2 separate regions of the Oryctolagus cuniculus genome follow, and region 1 is linked to region 2. A link is a contact called in public Micro-C data. All regions are on one chromosome and are shown on one strand. The core of a region is the stretch at or near the end of the contact, and the rest is flanking DNA. Distances in the headings are between cores, read along the strand shown.

Region 1 (3,918 bases), core at 1,247-3,746, 630 kb after region 2:
GCCACCACTGCAAGTTCGAGATTCCTTCTCTAAGGTAGCTTTACCTACCTCTCAACTTTAACACAATGTAAATGCATTTCTTAATTATGAAAATGACAATAATGACACGGGGAGTTACAGCCAACAAGGAATCTAAGCAGCCCCTTGGAAATCTAAACCAAACTGCTGAAGTTGTTGGAAAGTCGATTTGGGATTAGCTGTTTCAGGCTTGGAGGAAAAAAACCAAGTGAAAATTTAAGACACACAACTTAAAAGTACTCTTGTAGGCCAGCAGCTCTTTAGCAGGATTATTTCCAGCCTGCAAGGGGCAAAAAGGAAGCAACCTAATAACCAAATGCACACCGAAGCTCTTAGAAACCAATGACGAAAAAAGGGATCATCTTGGGGGAAGGAAGGGAGGGAGATCTTTTAACAACGGAGCTCGGAGCCCCCGTTACCCTCTGGGAGTCACCCAAGAAGTAAGAAAACAGGACAAACCTGGGCTCGAACTTCCGAAAGAAGCCTAGGAGAGAGAAGAAAACGTGAGGTTAGATCGCGCGGCCAGGCAAGAGGCAGCGCAGGCAACAGGGCGCAGGGGAGGCGGGGCGAGCGCTCCGCCGCCGCCGCCGCCGCCGCTGCCAAAAGTGCAAGACGCAGCTCGGCTCCGCTCGCTCCAGGCCCCTTTCGGGCCCCCTCTTGGCTGCCTCGCCTTCCTCCCCCAGTCCCCAGCGTACACGCTCGCAGACCCGGGACGCAGCCCGGTCTCCAACACGCAACTCCTAAGCCGCTTCTTGGAGCTCAGCAAGTTACAAAGAGCAGAAGCAAAACCCAGACGACTCGCAGACTCGCAGCATCAGTCTCCCCACATCCCACCCGGCTCGCCGCCGCCCCCGACAACTCGTAGCAACCAAAATACCCTTTTCCAGGAAGGGACTCGCCCTCGATGCACCTCGACCGCCCCTCGGGGCCCGGGAGCCCCAACTCCGAGGCCATTCTCTTTCCGGGAACGTAGGCCGGCTCGAACCGGACACTCGACCCCCAAACCAAAGTGAGGGCCCCCCCCAACCCCCGCCCCTCGTTCAAGTCCAGAGACGCAGCCCCCCGACCCCAGGGATGCTGGCTCCTGCCAGGGCGTTCAGTCCCCGCCTGGGCCGCCAGCGCGCCCCCGGCTCCCGCGAGCTCCAGCCAAGGGGCTCCTGCCGCGCCCCCTCCCCCCAGCTCCCGAGTCCCGGGGGGCGGCCAGCGCAGCTTCGCCCGCCCAGCCCGGAGGGCAGAGGGGCTGTCGAGGCGCTCTCCCGGAGCGGGCGTCGACGGTCTGGGTCTGCTCGCTTTACCCCAGGGACTCTCGTACCTCCGGGGCTGCGGGGCAGGAGTCCCGCTCTTCTCCCGCGAAGCCCGGCGGCCGCGCATCCCGCTCGCCTCTGCGGCCGGGGCAAAGTGGAGCGTGCGGCCGCTCGGCGCCGAAGCCGGGGCGCGGTGGGCCGGGGGCGCAGCGCACTCCTCCCGCAGGGCAGTGGCGCAGCCCGCTCCCCGCTTTGCAATCCGGTCGCGGAGTGGGGGGGCTCGGCCGGTTTCCACCCACCTCGGCCCCGGGAAGAGGCGCGGAGGCGCCGGCGGCCCGCGTCAGCGGCCGGGGACACGGCACGGCGCCGTCCCCGGGCTGGGGCTCGCTGCCGCCGGCCGCCGCCCCCCGCCCGGCCCCGCAGCCCGGCCGGGCCGGGGCCGGAGCCGCCGAGGCCTAGTCCCGGAGGGAGACCGCTCCCGCGCCCGCTCCCGCCCCCCGGCCGGCCCCGCCGCGGCCCGTCGCCGCCCCGCGCCCCCCGCGCCGCTGCCCCGGCCCCCGGGGAGCCGCGGGAGGAGCCCCGGACTCCCCACGCCGGCCCGGGGGCCGCGGGGGGCCGCCGGGCGCCCGCTCCAGCCCGGCCGCTCCTGCCCGGTTTCCCTGCTCACCTCCGCCATATTGGTACCTTTAGGGCGAACGAGCAGCGCCGAGCCCAGTCCCCGGATGGGGCGCCTGAGCCAATCGCAGTCGCCGCCGCCGTCGCCGCCGCGGTCCGCCCGGCACCCGCCCGGCGGCGGAGGCGGCTCGGCCCCTTATAGGGCAGGGCGGCCCGCGACGCCCCCGGCCCGCTCGCACGCCCACCCCGCCCCGCGCCCTGCTCCTCTAGCCCCCTAGCCGCGCCCGCCGCCGTCGCCCGCGCGCCGCGCGCCGCGCGCCCGCACTCGCGCTCACCGCCCCTCTGCTCCCGGCTGGAGTAAAGTTCCTAGCGAACCGGACACAAGCCGGGGACAGACCCGCGTCCAGCCGGTCGAGGCCCAGGACCGGCCCTGGACACTCCGGCGCGGTGGGGCGTGGGGGAGACGGGCGGAGCCTGGGAGCGACCACTGGACGGACTTCCCTGAGGGGAGGCGAGCGAGCGACCAGACCGACGGGAGGGCGCGAGCCCTAGGAAATAGGAGAAGTGGCCGCCCGCCGGGCACTGGGTCCGTCCAGAGTGAGAGGACGGCGCCCCGGCTTCCCCCAGGAGACCTGCAGGGACGGGGATCAGGCACCTGCCAAGCAGGCTCTGGAAGGTAGTGAGCACAAGGAGAGACGCGAGACCGACCGGGCAGAGAATGAAGCTGAGCGCACTTGCACGAGTCAAAGAAGACGCTTGTAAAACATGAACTGTACACGTAGGGGGGGATTAGAGCAGTCCTAGGTGTTGGTAATCCCCAGATCGTCTGTGCGGTGACCCAGGGGTTGCAGGACCGACCCGTGGAAGGACAGGCATAGTGTATCCAAACCCTGGAGGGATCTCAAAAACGCGACCCCCTAAAAGGCCACTCGTGTCTTGGGAAGCTAGTCCAATGGGGAAGACAGGGCTCAACAGGTGTAGCTGCTCCTACTTCAGGCTGTTTGCTCGTCCTAGGGGGAGCCTTCACCTCCGTGAAGCCCACAAAACACAGGGCAGTGTACACTGGCAGCTGGTTGGTGGCGTCCAGAAGTGGATCCTGCCAATCTGGAAGACGCACGGTGTCCTCAGTCCTCGGGTGGGGGACCAGAAAGAATGCTGTGTGTGGAGAAGAAAGGATGCTTTCAGGCCCAAGGAGAGGTGGGGAGCACACGCAGTCAGGACTGACCGGCCCGGACCCCTCAGGGATTTGGCGAAATGAGCCCAGCTGCTTGCTAACACACGCCTGGGAGGAAATGATAGCGGTGAGGTTTCTGGTGTGATGTCACAGTTGAGAAACCTCGTAGAAGCTAAAGCTTTCAATCCAGGCGTGAAAGGTCTGGATTTTAACCTGGGGTCTCCCAGGGGGACATACTGAGGACCAGGCTGGAGAATCGGTCAGGGAGGAGGAGGGAGGGTTATTCTTGAAATGTTTTGCCAAGACATCTCAATATCAAGTTTACACCGCTGGTAAGTGTTATTTCTCTATGGAAATTTTAGGGAAAAATCACTTCAGCTATTCCAAAACATCATAAAGACATGGAAAATTACACTTTCCCAGCACTGAAAGATATCTTGTGACCTTTTGTCCAGTCAAATAACTCCAAAACAGCTGAACTTTGAAACCAGAGGCTTGGCACACGTTGTACGTACTGTCCTCAATGAGGCGTTCAGAGTTTTCGAAGTAAAAAATGGCTTGCAGCTAAATGCAAGTGATTCACTTTCAACCAGAGGCAGGGAGCACACCTTTTGCACAGAACTCCAAGTAGTCCCTGTGTGGCACAACACAGGCAAGACCCAGACAGGGGCCTCAGACAAAGTGTTCCCAGCAGCGGCGCCACAAAACACATCTTCACGGCAAACCTGCCTAATCGGAACTGTAAACGTGGCACGTCTGAGACACGGATGCACGCACTTTTCAAAGACTTAGTAGTGTTTCCGCAGGTTCTCTTTTTATTTGCTTGTAAGGATTTTTGTATAGGCAACTGTGATGCTATCCATCCTG
Region 2 (3,583 bases), core at 946-3,445:
CTTAGGGACAGGTGCGTTGTGGTGATGGGGATGATGTTGATAGAAAAGCAGGGAAAGCAAAATGTAGAGAAGGCACCTCTTGGTGTGGGATAGGACGTGTACCAATGGGACAGGATGTGTACCAATGGGACAGAGCAGTTCTCTCCGTGTTAGCCAGGTAGGCTTCTGCTTCCAGTGTCTTAATCCAACAGGAACCTAGATGTTGTTGAGACAGTGTGTTGTGGAAGTGACAAAAAATCTGCAACGAGTGGATTTTAAGTAAAGCAGCCCACCCTCCCTAACGTACGGGGGCCTCATTGAATGGACTGCAGGCCTTCGCAGCAAAGACCGGGGTTTCCCGGGGAAGAAAGGACACGGCCCTGAGCCTGTAGCATGAACTCCCGTCCGTTCCAGCCAGCTGGCCTGCACTGAGGACTTCAGACCCGCCGCCCCCACTATCACGTGAGCCAACCCCTGAAGAACCCTGACCAATCCAGAAACAATTTTGGATGCCGATGTCTTTGCTTGCGAATGTCAAGTTCGCTCACACGTCACATTCTCAGAGAGGCCTGTTCTGATCATTCTGTCAAAAGTAAGAATTAATTATCTCCCATTCAGCAGTCCTCATCTTCTGACCTTGCTCTATTTATTTCCCATTGCAGTGCGGCTTTCCACGAGCTGTGTTACCATTTATTGTGTTTATTTTCTGTCTCCTCCCTCGAGTGCATAAACTTCAGGATGGCAGGTGTCACTGGATGGGTTCCCTGGGAACGAAGCTCTGAGCTGGAGAGTTGTGTGAGGAAGGCTTGCTGGGGACATTCTCAGGAAGGCCAGTCACAGGGAGTGGGGGTCGGACTGCAACGTCCGGGCAGTGAGCGGGGGGAGGGGCTCAGGTGGTCCCAGGGGTCTGAGGCTGGGGCAGTGCTAGAGTGAAGTGCTGAGCTGACACAAAGGATGCTGGGTCTTTATTGTGCCGCATCAACAGTCATCGCATGCAGGCTTCCCCCAGGAAGGGGCATTTCTTTTGGTAAGTCAGCTTCCTTTGGCCAACAGCATTTCCCGGCAGGGTCATTGGCCAGCAGCCCTCCTGGCAGCTGGGGAATGGAAGGGGCAGCTTGGTCCTGAATGGGGATCTGGGACCCCCTGGATTTGGCTCTTGCTGCATCCCCAGTTCCCAGAACAGGGCCAGGATCATTGGGTGATGGGTGGACGAATAACTGAATGAATGAATTCTTTGCAGAAAGGTAGGCGTGCACAAACGGGATGCAGCCCCTCTTCTCAGTTGAAAAGACAGTAAAACTAGGAAGCAGGCTGGTGGGATTGCCAACACCAACGAGGCAGGCCAGCATGGTGGAAAGCAGACGGTGATCCATGGGGGGAATTGAGGCTCAGGGCGGCTGGAGGGGCGTGGCAAGGCTGGGAGTGGCGCCACATAGGTGTATGTTCCAGGGAGCTTCCAAGTCTTGCATGGGGCTCCTGTGCCCCTGTTAGGACCAGGCTGTGCCGTGGCAGGCCCGAGTGGCACTGGGGTTAAAGAGCTTGCGCTCCTAACAGCAGGAGCACCTGGCTCCTGTGATGGGGAACTCTGAGCAAGCCTTTTCTCCTAGCTTTTGGCTCAGTGTGGGCCAGGGGACTCTGAAGACGGCCTGGCTGTAAATCAGCAAGTCCCGTGAAGGCGCACTCCAGGGTCTCAGTGGAAAAGGCTGCTCACAACAGCACGGCTTCGTGGTCTGCAGGAATGCTGTGGCGAGTGGCCCCGGAGGTCCAGGGGTTAGGCGCTGGGGCTGGGAATGGAAAGGAGCCCAAGGAGCAGGAGCCGGGAAGGCCCCAGTCCCGTGCAAGAGCTGTGCAAATGCATTTCTAGATAGCAGCCGTGCGGAGTGGGGCCTTGCACTTAATGACTGCCCGCTGACCTTGGTTCTGGGTCTAGTTCCACCACTCCCTGGCTGTGTGACCTTGAGGATGCCTGTGCCTCTCAGGGCCTGGCTCATCTCCTCTGTAACATGCTAGATTGCAGCCCAAATGGGATGTTTGGGAATGAATGACCTGTGAGACCCTGACTTCAGAAAGCATTTGGAGAGATGACTAAAAGCGTGAAAAGGAGAGAAATGTAGACAGCATGCAGGCCAGAAAGAACTCTCCGGCCTGCTGGGCTGATGCGAGCCCTTGGGAGGGGCCGGGCTTGCGAAGGGAAGTGCAGGACTTCTGTGGAGTTGGCCCCATGCCCCAGGGGGAGGAGTAGCAGGAAACTGTTTTGTCCACTTCTCCAGGCCAGAGGCCTCTTCCAGATCTTCCCAGGAGCTGGAGGCCAGGCCGAAGAAGAAGAGGACAATCCTAGCTGATGCCTGCTGCCACACTGTGGGGCTGGCCCTCTCCTGACACCTAGGCCTGGTGGGAGGGCCATGCGCTTCAGCTGTTGGCCTGCTCACTTCCCTGGGGGGCTGGACAAGGCCCACAGAGCGACAGACTTCCGCTCCCAAGAGATGAGAGCCCACATGCTCCCTTCCCAACCCTTGATGGGAGGCTTAAAAACAGCACATAGGGGCTCCCCCCAGCCACTTCCTCCCTTGTTCCTTTACCTCTTCCCTCGTGTGCAAGTCCACCCGGACTGTCGGGACACAGTCAAAGCAAGGCCACGGACACGCATGTGGTGCCCACATAGCCAGTCCGGGACAGACAACGCCCACGCCGTGTGCTCACATCTCCCTCCACACAGCAAGGGTTCGCCCCTTGGTCAGTGTCACTGTGGACAAATACTATTTATTCAGCAAGGAGGCTGTGCGTTTTTAATCCCTGACTCATCAGGAAGAGGAATTTGGCAGAGAGAGGGGGAAAAAAGGGTGAAGAATGAATGGGAATGAAACCGAGAGAGGCAGGAATGTGGTGAGGAGGGTCGGGGTCTGCCCTTTGGAGCGCAGGGGAAGAGGGCAGGGAGGTGCCTGGGAGGAGGTGGCGTGAGGACCCCAGCTTGCCCTTGGGCAGCTGCGGAGGGGAAGGAGACTCTGGGCTGTGCCCCTTCCTGAGCCCTGGGTTCTGAGGCCCAGGCTGTGGACCCCTGTGGAGGGGGGACTGCAGGGGAAATCCACATTGGCCCCTGTCACCGTGAGTTCAGGGGCTATTGTGGGAGGGGGCACAGCCAGTTCTGGTTAAACCCAGGTCCTTCTGTTCAGAGCAGTGGGACCCAGACGCACGCGGCAGCGAAGCCTGAGCACCAGTCTCCCAATTCCAGTTCTCCTTGGCCCTCGCGGTCTCTGCACTCTGCGTTCAGCAGCCCAGCCATGGGAACACACTTTGTAGCGGCTCCTTTTGCTTGGCCCAAGGCCCAGGACCCGTGACAAGGGCTGCCCTGGGCCTCCCCCTGCAGTGTCAGCTGAGTCTAGACATGGAGCGGAGGGAAAGTGGCTCACATGGGGACACCCCCTTTGCTCTTTCTGCCTACGCATTTCCCTTCCTTCCTCCCTTCCTCCCTCCCTCCCTTCCTTCCTTCCTTCCTTCCTTCCTTCCTTCCTTCCCTCCCTCCTTCCTTCCTTTCTTCTTTCTTCCCTTGCAGCCCTGTCTTCCACATGATGGTACTGCCTCTTCCTCCCCCCTCTTGAAAAGTCTT

Evidence for each region. A called contact is a pair of places that touch in the nucleus more often than the background predicts.
Region 1: a contact with region 2 is called in a Micro-C map of ear pinna, with 3 times the contacts expected there. The contact joins the promoter of MIER3 here to the enhancer-like site in region 2. A contact is called at or near these places in 2 of 6 Hi-C or Micro-C datasets (ear pinna and skin fibroblasts).

What each region holds. Positions count from the first base shown.
Region 1 is chr14:77,632,532-77,636,449 of mOryCun1.1, forward strand. It overlaps MIER3 (MIER family member 3), which reads right to left and starts at 2,497. Exons shown (of 12, transcript XM_070056720.1): 1 at 2,213-2,497.
Region 2 is chr14:77,006,171-77,009,753 of mOryCun1.1, forward strand. It overlaps the pseudogene LOC100347986. Among named protein-coding and RNA genes, the nearest start is that of ANKRD55, 46 kb to the left of the region's middle. Within about 2 kb of position 2,196, at least 4 of the 8 cell types and tissues checked have an H3K27ac peak or open chromatin away from gene starts, as enhancers often do. A contact at or near this core is called in ear pinna, where this site is marked.